Linked DNA regions of Mus musculus: all the other regions are linked to region 1. A link is a contact called in public promoter capture Hi-C data. All regions are on one chromosome and are shown on one strand. The core of a region is the stretch at or near the end of the contact, and the rest is flanking DNA. Distances in the headings are between cores, read along the strand shown.

Region 1 (4,241 bases), core at 670-3,169:
CCAGCCATGGTTTCTATTTGCACCAGTATCCCTCTCCTCAGAGGACCCAGAAGTTTTCCATTCAGGCAGACGGCATCTTCTGGCTTTCCCTAGGATGGTGGAAATTATGAGCACGTTCCTGGAGTGGGCAGGGAACTGAGAGAGTGCTGATGGGGATTCGCCTAATGCACATCTGAACCATCAGGAGCCCACATTTGGTTTCTCTCTGGATACTGACAGTGACCCGCCTCTGCATGCCGGCTTAGCGCCTCTCCTGCAATGGGGGCTGGGAGAGGAGGCTGGGGAATTAGAAGTTATCAGAGTGTGCCTTTGTTCCTTCTTTCCTTTGGTTCACCTATGGCTGGAATGAAAAGAACAGGATTAAAACCTCTGTGACTTCCAAAACTTCTTTAGTAATGGAAAGGGGCTGTCTTTTCTCCGAAGACTGCAAAGCCCAGGGGCTCTTTAGTGAAGTATCTGTCACCCATCAATGTTTTCTCATACTTCCTCCTATTGTGTCTGGAATTGTCTCTCCTGGGACCGGCTCTGACACAGGCAGGATCCAGAGATCCCACGGCACACATCAATCCCTGCCAGTTACCGGGTTGCCTCCCTGGAACCCCTCAGCCTACTTGAAAGACCCCCAGTTCCTGTTCTCCTACAGTCAGGCCAGTAATGTGGTCCTGAACGAGGAGAGGGTCTGCTGTCCTCACAGAATGGAAAACCTAGAGAATGGGTCTGAATTGGTTACCTGCCACATCAAACCTGTTAAGAAGCACAAATGTCCAGGGCCCCACAGGTCCACGCAGAGAAAAGGAATGTCCTGGCGAGACCAAACACCAAAACAAACAAAAACAATGCCCTCCCCCACTCCCCAGTCACAATCAAAGGGGATGAATAGCCCTGGGAGCTGATAGTTCTTATGTTTCTTTCCGGCTTTTCTTCTTTGTCTTCTGGGTCTCAGAGCTCTGAGGACACCACCCTTCTAGGGAGTCTTGTAGAGCACCAACATTAGCAGTAAAGCTTGGGGTGACCAGGACCCAGCAGCAGACTCCAAGACTTTGTCCCTTGGTCCCTGGTCTCTATTTGGGTCAAGCCTTAATGCCACTAGCTGAAGCTTCCTTGCGACTGACACAGGGTCAGGGATGCAGATACAAGAGATGGTTCCGGGGGTCCAGAAGCAAGCAGGCAATGAACCTGGCAGGGAGCTGGACCTCTAAACAGCCAGGAACCTCCGGCTGCCCTGGACCCGGAGTCTCTGGCAAAGACAACTGTCCTCGAACTCCCTCCCGTTGTTGTGCCCACACATCCCGCCCCTTGAAGCACCTCTGCCCTCATTATTTCGTAAAACTTCAGGAAAATCTCTAGCAAGCCTGCTGGAACCTGGAGGCATCAACCGACGGCTGCCCATGAGCAGGGCAGCGCTCTCCAACCCCCCGCACCCACCCATTGCCTAGGAGATCGGGGTGGGGGGGACATCCAGTGTCGCTTGCCCTGCGAGTGGTCTCCTAGGGTCCCAGAGTGTCGCCAGCACCAAGGCTCAGCCTCCGCATCCCCATGAAAGAAGGCCGGAGCAGGGAAAGTGGTGAGGGGCTGATCGGTGAGGACCGGTGGAAGCGAGGGGCTCCAGGGGCCGGCAGCCCGCAGCCTCCCACCAGCGCCTCTAGGAGCTGCTGCGGGAGCCAGGACGCGGAGCCCGGTTAAGGCGGGTGCTCTGCGCAAGGCGGCGCCGGGGCGCGCTTACCTAGGTGTTCAGGCGCCCCCGACAGCGCTCTAGCGCCGGGCACATCCACGCACCGAGCCCAGAGATCCGTCTGCTGCTCCGCCGCGCCGCCTCACTCCCTCTGCGTAGGAAATTGCCTCCTGGGTCCCCGGGTCCGGGCTTCTCTCCGCCGTGGCTCTTGCCGTGGCTCCCACTCAGCGCTGCCCTGGACTCTGCGCGCCTTCCTCCCAGCGCCGGTGGCCCTGCCGGCCCACGTGAGGCTGCTCTGCCCGCCCCGGCTCTGAGAGCACTGGCTGGGTACCCAACCTTGAATCTCCTGGCTCCTCCAGGTGGCCGAGGATGGGGGCAGGTGATAGGAGCTAGAGGGTGTCCTGAGAGAATCCCCAACCCGCAAGGAGGATTGCTCTTAGTGGGGTGATGGGTCAGCTGGAGTGATGGTCCAGAAAAATCTCTCACTCAGGTTCGCAGCCTTTTAGCCCAAGAAACACAGAGCCCAGCAGTCGGGGCTCTCCAGGGATGACTCAGTAGTGGGGACTTAGGGAGCTGCAGACGGGGTCCAGAATGGAAAATCTCGAAAGAGAGTTTAGGCGCCAGAGTGCGTAGCTGTCCACTGAAGGGGGATCACCTCAACAGCTACCTTCAAGGCACATCTAGGCCAGGGAGTCTAGTGACAGCTGAGGTCCCTCGTGGAGGGGGCAGAGTTAGAGTATGTGCGTGTCAGATCTGTCAGGAAAGAGACAAGAGGAACGTTAGTGATGATAGGGATTTCTTTACTGATGTCTCCTTAATTTTTTTACATGTATGTATGTATGTATGTATGTATGTATGTATGTATGCATGCATGCATGCATGTATATGTAGATGTCCATACTATAGCCTTGCTGGAATCAGTTCTTTCCTTACACCCTGTGGGTCCCAGGGATTAAACTCAGGTGGTCAGACTTGGCAACAAGTGCTTTACAACTGAGAGGTGCCTGTGAACTGTACCCCAAACAGGAAAATTGTGCTGGTAGTCGTTGGAAGGTTTCCTTGGAGAACAGGACAGGAGGAGAGGGAAGGAAGTTAGCCTAGCCAAAGCTTCTCAGGCCAGAATTCCTTTCTCAGAATCCTACCCACTTCACAGGCTTGTTTCACAAACCCTGACGATTCAGAGGAAGGAGAAGCTGGGTCCTGCAGGATAAGCTCGGCTTTTTCCCCCACTACAGTCAGGATGTTTTCTTCTTCACATCCTGCATAGTCTGAGTGGTTCGAGGGAAAGACCGCAGATTTGAGAAACCAAAATGAAATTCCAAACACGAGACATGATAGGTCCCCAGTGTGATCCGATCAAGGAATAAGAAAGATGTCACCAGGGTAGACTACTCATCTCATTCCCCCTCCACCCCGCCCCTGCAGGGGAACTTCTGTAGTTCAGAACCTCATTACTTTCTCTTCACAGGTTTTAAATATGCAGCCCACATTTCCTCTGTGTACCACCTTTTCTCACCACAGTGGAATCTCACACCAGCACATCTTTCTCATCTCCTTTTTGAAGGCAAAAGAACACAGTATGAGAATCCTGCAATTTTATCACAGACCTTTAAACAGTAAAACAAGACAAGTATGTGCACAGGCTAATGGCTCATTAAAGTCAAACATCTATGTAATTACCATTCCAGTTAGTGCCAGAACCCAAAGTCACTCCACTACCTCTCCCACTTCCCAAGTCCCTGGTCCCACAGTAGCCACCATCCTAGCTGTATCACATCCTCGTGTGCCTTTAGAGTTTTGTCTATTTGTGACGCATCTGTGGATACCATCAGCACTTTGGCTTGCTTTAAAGCTTCCTCTACACAGAATAGCACAGCAAGCACTCCGTTTTTGTCTCTGTGCTTTTATTTGAACGTTTGTGGGAACTGCCTCTTTTGTCACATGTGGTTGTTTGCTCGTTTTTCATACTATTTAGTATCCCTTCATCACAATTCAGTTCTGTGTTTTTGACATTTGGGCTGTTTCTAGATGGTGTTACGGGAGATGGTGAACTGCTTAATGTAGATGCTGGGAATCGTACTCCTGTCCTTTGGAAAAGCAGTATGCACTCTCAGCTGCTGAGCTAGCTCTCTAGCCCTCACAGGTGGTTTTGAGAAACCATACAAAGAAGGTTAGGGATGTGGCTCAGTTGACAGAATATCTTCTTGGAATGTGCAAAGCTCTGGGTTCCTACCCCAACACAGTATAAACCACTATACCAGTGCATGGTATAACCCCCAGCATTCGAGGGGTAGAGAAGAGGGAACCAACCAAGAGTTCAAGGTCCTTTATTACATATTGAGTTTGAGGCCAACCTGGGCTATACAAACCCTATCTCCAAAGAATAGCACTACTAACAAATAACACACAAAATTTTTTTTAAGCATCCACACACCCTTCACCTGGTTTCCCATATTGCTAACATCTTGAGAATTATAGCTTCAAGATTTCAAGGTGAACACTGTCACCAACACAGTCAAGGTACAAAACATGTCTCAGCAACACAAGTCCCTCTTTTGTAGACAAACTT
Region 2 (4,241 bases), core at 1,100-3,599, 650 kb before region 1:
ACCTCCTTCCTCAAAACCAGGGCTATGAAAGCAGGAGTGAGTTGTCAGGAATCTCCATGGAATTCCAGAAAGCAATTAATCCCTGTCCCTGCCCTAGAGCCAGAAGGCCTCAAAACAGGCCATCTGGCTTCTCTCCCACCCTGGTGAACTCCTCCACCCCTCAATTCTCCATTCCAAAAGCTGGATCCCAGACCCTGCACGGCAGTCTCCTGTCTCCTCAGATTTGGGGCACCAACATCAGATCAATAAAGTCTGCTCTCCATCTTAAGGTAGAACTAAGTGTATCCTTTTAATCTACTCTGCTGACCTATTTCTTCCAGTTATCACATTGTCTTAGTGAAGACACACTATGATCATGGCAACTCTTATAAAGGAAAATATTTCATTGGAGCTGGCTTACAGGTTAGTTCATTATCATCATGGTGGGAAGCATGGTGGCACGCAGGCAGACATGGTACTGAAGAAGTAGCTGAGAGTTCTACATCTGGGTCCACAGGCATCAGGAAGAGAACAGTGAGTCTCTAGACCTGGCTTGAACTTCTGAAACCTCAAAGCCCACCCCTTACCCCACAACTCTCCCACTCCCCCACCCCATGACATATGTCCTCCAACAAGGCCACACCCACCCAAGGCCACACCCACTTCAACAAGGCCACACCTCGTAATAGTGCCATTCTCTACCGGCCTATGGGGGCCAGTTTTATTCAAACCACTATGCATGTTATAAGGTGTGCATTTGTCCTTGTTTTTCCTTTTGTGGAGGGACTAATAGTGGAAACATTCTCTATTCTCAAAGAATGTTCGTGAAAGTCAGACCCAAGCCATTTAACTTCTTCCTGTTTCTCATTGTTCACTTATCCTGTTCAAAGTTCTGTTGAAAGTTTAATCCTAAATGGTCAATCAATAACCATTCTTTGTAGTTCTTTGTTATTAGCCTTATGTTTATTAGTGTTTTTATTAGTTTTAAGCTACTAGTGATAAATGACTACACATGAGTGTGTGTCTCTACCATATTTAGAACATACTAGCCACTGCTGATACCAAAATCACATCCCTCATTATCTTAGTTAGGGTTTCTATTGCTGTGAAGAGACATCATGACCACAACTCTTATTAAAGAAAGCATTTAATTGGGGCTGGCTTACAGTTTCAGCGGGTTAGTCCATTTTCATCATGGTGGAAGTATGGCAGCACGAAGGCAGACGTGGTGCTGGAGAGGCAGCTGAGAGGTGTACATCTCAGATCTACAGGGAGCAGGAAGAGTGAGCCACTGGGTTTGGGTTGAGCTTTTGAAAGCTCATTGACACACTTCCTCCAACAAGGCCCTATCTCCTAATCTTTCACAAGTAGTACCACTTCCCGATAACCACGCGTTCGAGTATATGAGCCTATTGGGGCCACTCTTACTCAAATCACCACACTCATCTTAAAGATAAATAATAGTTTATTCTGGAGTCACTTCGAGTGACTACAAATTTAGGTTACCCCAAATTCCAAGTTCCAATGTGGAAACAGTTTCATAGTTTTACAGAACAAAGAAAGTCATAAATCAAAGCAAACTAAAAATACATTGGCGGGTACACAGAGAAGCAGTAACACTGAGACGGGGAAAACTTTCCTACAGGCCCAAGAAGATAGTTGACGACATTCTTAGCTTTTGGGTTGGTGAAAGCTACTACTACTACTAGCACCACTACTAGTACTACTAGTAACAACACACACACACACACACACACACACACACACACACACACACACACACACACACACACAGTTGATGTGAGACACCCCAAAAACTGAGAGCAGTTTCTTCAAGCGACATTCCACATTGGGGTTCTCAAATTCCTGCAGGAGAGAGTACCAAAACGTGCTTTTCGTAAAAACTGATAGCAAATGTACACGGTCTGCGTGTAGACGTAATGAACTTTGTGTATGCATACACTTTTTCTTTTTGACAGTGTGCTGGACGTGGAAAGATCTGTTCCTTTCCGGCAGAGCTATAGAACTGGGTTTCACTTCAAGAAGCACAGGCACAACTGAGATGAGACGATGCAGGTTTGGGGGCCTGGTGAGGCACAACTGAGATGAGATGATGCAGGTTTGGGGGCCTGGTGATGCCTTCTCTCAAAGCGCTGGGAAATGAGGGGGCAGCAAGTTTGGAAAACAAAACACTGATGGGAGAGAGTCATCTAACCATTTAGACACACGGTGGGGCAGTGAAGGAAGGTTTCCATCTGTTGGTGACTCGCTATTTTAAGTCAGAGTGGGTGGTTAGGAAACGGCGGAACCTTTGTCCTCAGCTCTCTGTTTCCCGCGACTCTACTCTAGCAGCTACACTAATGGACCGCCTCCTTCCCTTTCCCCTGGGGGCCCTATCCGGGTGAGTTCCGGAGTTTGTGACTCCGAAGTCCCCCCCAAAACCACGAGCGACGTCCCCTGTCTGTCACCGAGGCCCGTATCTCCATCCCGCACCGCGGCCGCCGCAACCCACGCTAGCGGAGCAGGCGGGGCCCCGTATCCACCGGCGCGTGCCCGGGTGCGCGTCCGACCCGCCGAGCTCGCGCCCCGCTTCACCTCCCAGCTCCCGTCCCAGCCGCACGCGCCGCGCCGCCGGCTTCCCCTCATCTTCCAGCCGAGCGGCCTCCAGACCCCGCACCGTTGGAGCGACCCGGGCGAAGCCCGAGGGGAAACCGGGGGAGGACGGGGCGGTCCTGTGCGCCCGGGTAGGCGGAGTGGCAGAATCACCTGAGACCGCCAGACAGCTCACTGCGTTCCCACTCCCGCTCGAGCTCCGCACCCGGACCGGTGGATCAGGCCCGGGAACCCGCGCCACACCGGGGAGGACCGGCCACAGCGAGCTAGTGAACATGGCCACACCGTTCCTACCCTCGGGGGCCACCACAGGCGACAGCGGTGGGGAACTGAGCTCCGGGGACGACTCTGGTGATATGGAATCCTTCCAGACCCCCGAGGCCGAGGGGACCCGGAGTTTGGCCGAGCTGTTTGAGAAGGCTGCCGCACACGTCCAAGGCCTGGTTCAGGTAGCCAGCCGGGAGCAGCTCCTGTACCTGTATGCCAGGTTCAAGCAGGTAAAAGATGGGTGGATGAGAGGACGTGGGCTGTTTCCTCCAAAAACTTAGTAGCAGATTGCGTGGCTAATGGTCGAGCGTAATGAAGTTTGTATGTGTGTGTTTGTTGTTTTTGTTTTTTACCCTGGAGAATAGCATCATTCTGGACATGGAATAATCTCTCTGATATCCAACGAATATTTATGTAGCCGGGCACTGAATGACAATGTTTCAGTGGCCTTGCCTCTGAACCTTTACAAAATGAGGATGATAAAATAAAATTTGGCATTCGCTGTTGCCAGAAGGACATGTGATAGGAAACATGGTAATGTTAATAATAAGTTTGAAATTTAAGAGAACATTACTGTGTATAAGATGCTAACAATATTACTATTATGATTCTTAGGAACTCTAAATATAGTTGTTATGTTTTTGGCTGAATTTGGTCCTGCTAGATATAGTCCCTCCACATTTTTAAAATTAAGGGCTCCATGCAGGTAACATGGAGGTCTGGTGATGAACTAACTCTCCACTCAGCTTCCTGAATCACTTTCATTTCCAAATAGAAAACCCAGGGGAGTAGGCAGTTTAGAAAGTTACATGGATATATCAGAATTAAAGTGTAGTTTTTGTCTCTAAAACTGAATTTTACCCGATAAAGTAAGGACAGGTTTGAGTTATAAACATAAGACTAATTTATCTTTCAAGGTTAGGTACCAGAAGGAAAGACTATTGCCTTCCTTCAGTGGACAGATACAGTTCAGCAGAACACTGGGTGTTCTGTCTATAGAGAATGCAAAGATGAAAGAACATCATGACACTGCCTTTAAGAAGCTTACAGGATTAGTTAAGGAATCTAGATGCAAATGTGAAAAGAAAATCGATGATTAGGAAAATAGGAAAACCCCAGCTCTTTGGAACTTTGAAAGAAATGACGTTCTGGATAGTAGTCTCTTTTATTTTATTAGAATAAAAAAATGCTTATGGTATAGTTACATATATTTCTCCTGAACTCTTTTTTTTTTAAGGTAGTCATGAGAACCCTCCTGTATTTCTAATTATGTTTTTATTGAGTTTGTGTGTGTCAGTGTAGGTCAGAGGACAACTTGCAGGAGTTGGCTCTCTCCTTTAACCATGTGGGTCCTAGGGATTCAGCTAAGGTTGTCAGGCTTG
Region 3 (4,241 bases), core at 1,095-3,594, 510 kb after region 1:
ACACAGAGAAACCCTGTCTCGAACCCCCCCCCCAAAAAAAAAGAAAAGAAAAATGGGGGAGGGCGAGCATAAAAAGATCTAGCATTTGCACTACAATATTTATGCTTCCCTCACACCACTTTCCATTTATTACTTCAACCGACCAACAATTAATGCACACCTACTATGAATTACAACTGTAGGGCCCCATGGTAACTATGCCCTTTACCCCTATCCACAAAAATCATCTCGTGTTCTATCCCAGATCAACCTGACACCCACAGCTCCTTCTGTCCGCAACCATGAGTGCGCTAACAGCTGACTCTACTGTCTTGGCACTCACCAGGGGTTCGACAGTTATCAATCTGTAGGCTGCAGTTGCTGACCTCACACTTACAAGCACTGAAATGGCGGTCAGAGGGAGCCAATTCATATCCTAAAAGTAAACAGAAATTCCCATTTAGGAACTGGAAATTCAGAAGAGACAGAAGGGACTAAAGTAAATAATCATCAACAGCACAAAATAAGTCTATGACATAAAAAATTATGAAAAATAAAAATCTGTGACTTGCTTTTTTCCAAAGTATACTTTGGTTCAAAATATATTTTAAAAAGCAAGGCCTGTGCTTTAAAAATGAAAAGTACCTATTTTCTCACTAGTCCTAAGGAAACAGAGCAAATCAACCCCATGGTCACAAGGAAAGCTGTAAATTCCAGGTTTTTGTTTGTTTTCAAGACAGCCCTGGCTGTCATGGAACTCACTCTGTAGTAGACCAGGCTGGCCTGGAATGCGGAGATCTGCCTGCCTCTGCCTCCCAAAGGCTGGGGTTCAAGGCATGCGCTGTGTCATCACCCGGCCAGTCTTATTTTTTTTTAAAATTATCTTTTCCCTTCATTATTTTTATATGTTCTTTATTATGACTGAGGCTAGACTTACGCACAGTACCTTTTATTTTCCTCGATTTGTTGGCTTTTGAGGAAGGGTCTTACTATGTAGCCTATCCTAGACCGCAGATATATGCCTGCCTCTGCCTCAGGAATGGTGGGATTAAAGGGGACGACTAATCCCCCCTCCCCCTCCCTCACCCCCACCCCACACTGTTCTCCTGTGATAAGTATTTTCTAATGTGAACCCGCATCTTGTTTTCAGGTAACAGTTCTGGGACACAAAACCCAACATCTTCACAAACTTTAAGAAAGTTATTAATTTAATACAATAATTTTAAATTTGCCCTAAATTGATTTAGAGCCTATGCAAATAATTTAGCATCTTTAATGCCTGAACCTGTTTCTCAGGACGATAACATGCACAAGTGCTTTCAGCTTGCTCACCCGGCTTGCATAAATTCAGGGAATGGCAAGCACATTGAGCTCAATGTGAAATTACAACCCAAGCAATGTAGGCATGGTTAATTATTGACAATCTTGACTTTCCGGATTCTCGGTTGTATTATAAAGCCGTAGACCTCAATCGTGAAAAGATCGCATTATTTCTTTCTTCCAACGTGAGCTATCAAATCTCCGGAGGGAACCTGGCTGAGTAGAGATGACCCTCACACCTGGCCCTAGATCCAAGTGACAGTGTTAAACATATCCTTTTCCCAAATTGTAAACGCCTTACCCATCCTACTGGAGACATAAGTCTTTAAACGAAGTAATTGTATAAGGACCATCCACGCCCTGTTGTTCCCCCCCCCCTTTTCTTCGTTTTTATCAGGAGCCTGACAGATCACTGACTCCAGATTAAAAAGAATGTCTTATCAGACTCCACAATCAAGGACACAGCTTGACAACGTTCGCATTCATCTTCAAGGCAACGTCTGGGCTCGCTCTTAATCGCCGGGCCATCACACCCGGAAATGAAACCGCCAGCGCAGCCCACTCTGCACAGTCTCATCCTAAGTTGTGCCCCTTGGCGCTCTGAGCGCACGACCGCAGGACACCGCTGCCCTCTCCGGCCCAGGGCCTGCAGGTCACTCGCGCTCCCCGACCACCAAGCGGGCCCCGTAGGGGCTCAGCGAGAGCGCGCTCCTCGGCCACCAGGAGGGCGGCGTAGGGACCGAGCTAGAGCGCGCTGCCCGCCGGGCCGCCGACACCGGCTTCGTGTGACAGAAGGGCGACACCAGGGCCAGGAGCCTCTGGGGACCGTCCTTAGCAGCGAGCACCGGTCACCGCAAGGACTCCCGATCGCCCGCAGCCCCGCATCCGGCCCCTGAGGGAGGTGCCCCGCCCCCCGCCGCCCGCGCTTTCCCTCCCTCCCTCCCTCCTTCCCGTCGTTCCCGGGCGAGGGGTCGCGCGCCCTCTCCAACCGCGCCACTCACCTGGCGGGCCTCAGGCTCGCTCCATAGCCGCCCGCGCGGTGCGGTGAGGCGCGGCCCCGGCCGCCCCCGCCGCCTCCGGGGAGGGGCAGCCCCACGCCGCACTCACCGCCCCGGGCCGCCGCCGCCACCACTGCGGCTCCCGCCCACCGCCGGCCCGGCCATTCCCCGGTCGCCGCTCCCCGCGGAGCCGGCCGCTCCACACCCACCCCCGCCTCCGCGCTGCCTGGCTGTTGGTACGGTCCTAGCGGAACGCCCTCCCTGCAGCCAATCCCAGTGCGCACCCGGCGCAGCTCCGCCCCCGTTGCGGGTAGGCGGGACTACCGGGCAGCTCCGGACCGCCCCCTTTAACCCTTTCACCCTCATTCCTGCAGCGCTGGGCTCCGCAGACACCGTCGGCGGATTTCTCCAAGCCTGTTTACATAAACTAGCTTCTGGCTTCTCTCTTACCTTCACAATTTCTTTCCTGCAGTCATCTAGGTGAAGTCCTATTCTGAAGAGATAATTTCTTCTTTCTTTCGCTCTGCCTTGACTTCTCCTTGGAGATTCTGCCCCAAAGTGCCCTTCCCTGACCAAAAGAGGCCAGACTTCCCACCTTGGAAATCGCTCCAGCTTTGGCCCAGAGCAGAGCTCCCCTACTGTACCTTTTCAGTAGCTCTTAACAAAATCCTGTTTATTTTATTATAATAGCTTTTTTTTTTTTAATGTTTGTGCCTTGCAATGGACTGTAAGCCCTAAGAGGGCAAATCCAGCGCGACTTGGTTTCCAGTGCCCTGCACTCACCCACTAGGCTCCTGAAGAGTCAATGAGCTGCTCCTCCCCTTAACGTGTGTCCACTCCACACACAGTAGCTACTGTATAATGCATACGTTTATTCACCATATAGACAGCTTCCATGTAGTCTGTTTGACCCTAAAATATTATGGTGTACGTTCTACATTGGATATGATTTGTGCGGGGGGGGGGGGAGTTTGGGGACTAAGCAGGAATTTCTTTCAAGAGGGAAAGAAACGATCTCTCTCTCTCTCCCTCTCTCTCTCCCTCCCTCCCACCCCCCACTGTATGCCACTGGGCATGTCATGTAGTGCCTCTGAGTATAAGGCTCCTTGGGAAATGGAAGTTAAACACAGTACCTACTTGACAGGATTGTGGTGAGATTTAAATAGTAAATGTGTGGAGAAAATACAATTATTGTGTGAAGTTAGTTTAATGTGTGTGTGTGTGTGTGTAGCACTTTCGATCAGGACACCCAGAGAAACTATTGGACTTGACACCCTACCCCAGAAGACTTAGTGAGGGAAAGCAGCTTTAATCACTGCTGGAAGCACTCATCACTGCAAGGCGTACAAAGGGCAGCGTAGACAGCCCTGTGTCAGCTTTTACTGGATAGAGTTGAAAAGGGTTGAGGCCATTATCCGACAATGGAAAGCACAATTCTTGGGAAAATTGGCTGGATGGTGATGAGAGTCTGCCTTATTTCTTAACAGGCACATGGGTCTGCTTGCAGCCAGCTCTTCTGGGCCAGAAAACCATGAGGCAAAAGAGGAAGCCAACACTTTCTTTGAGACTGTGTGACTAACAGTGCTCCGTCTTCTCTGTCATTCCATTGACACTGAAGAAGGACCCTGCTCCTGTCATTGCTCATCCTGAAACCTGCCTTGGGGGAGATGACACCCATCTGTGTTGAAGGATTCTCAGAGAAAGAGGGTTTTTGGTCCATGGAGGCAATCCAGTCAGGTGCATATTACACAGGGCCTGACACTCCATGATGTCAGTTTTTGCCCCTCAGGCTCATGACATCACTTATAGTCAATATATTCTCAGTGTTGTAAGGGATGTGGTCATTTAAGTAAGGAGCATGAGTGATTAGGACACAGGACGTCCCTGCGAGGAGGACAGGACACCTAAATTATGCAACACAGATTCTGAGTCTGAGAAGAGTGT

Evidence for each region. Promoter capture Hi-C pulls out the DNA fragments that hold promoters and counts their contacts.
Region 2: a contact with region 1 is called in a promoter capture Hi-C map of embryonic stem cells, with 4 times the contacts expected there. The contact joins the promoter of Acbd6 here to the promoter of Fam163a in region 1.
Region 3: a contact with region 1 is called in a promoter capture Hi-C map of embryonic stem cells, with 2.1 times the contacts expected there. The contact joins the promoter of Fam20b here to the promoter of Fam163a in region 1. A contact is called at or near these places in 2 of 39 promoter capture datasets (the HPC-7 cell line and embryonic stem cells).

What each region holds. Positions count from the first base shown.
Region 1 is chr1:156,203,107-156,207,347 of GRCm38.p6, forward strand. Fam163a (family with sequence similarity 163, member A) reads right to left here and starts at 1,920. Exons shown (of 5, transcript NM_177838.3): 1 at 1,724-1,920.
Region 2 is chr1:155,555,771-155,560,011 of GRCm38.p6, forward strand. Acbd6 (acyl-Coenzyme A binding domain containing 6) reads left to right here and starts at 2,350. Exons shown (of 8, transcript NM_028250.3): 1 at 2,350-3,089. The coding sequence starts at 2,868.
Region 3 is chr1:156,716,566-156,720,806 of GRCm38.p6, forward strand. Fam20b (family with sequence similarity 20, member B) reads right to left here and starts at 2,345. Exons shown (of 8, transcript NM_145413.4): 1 at 2,301-2,345.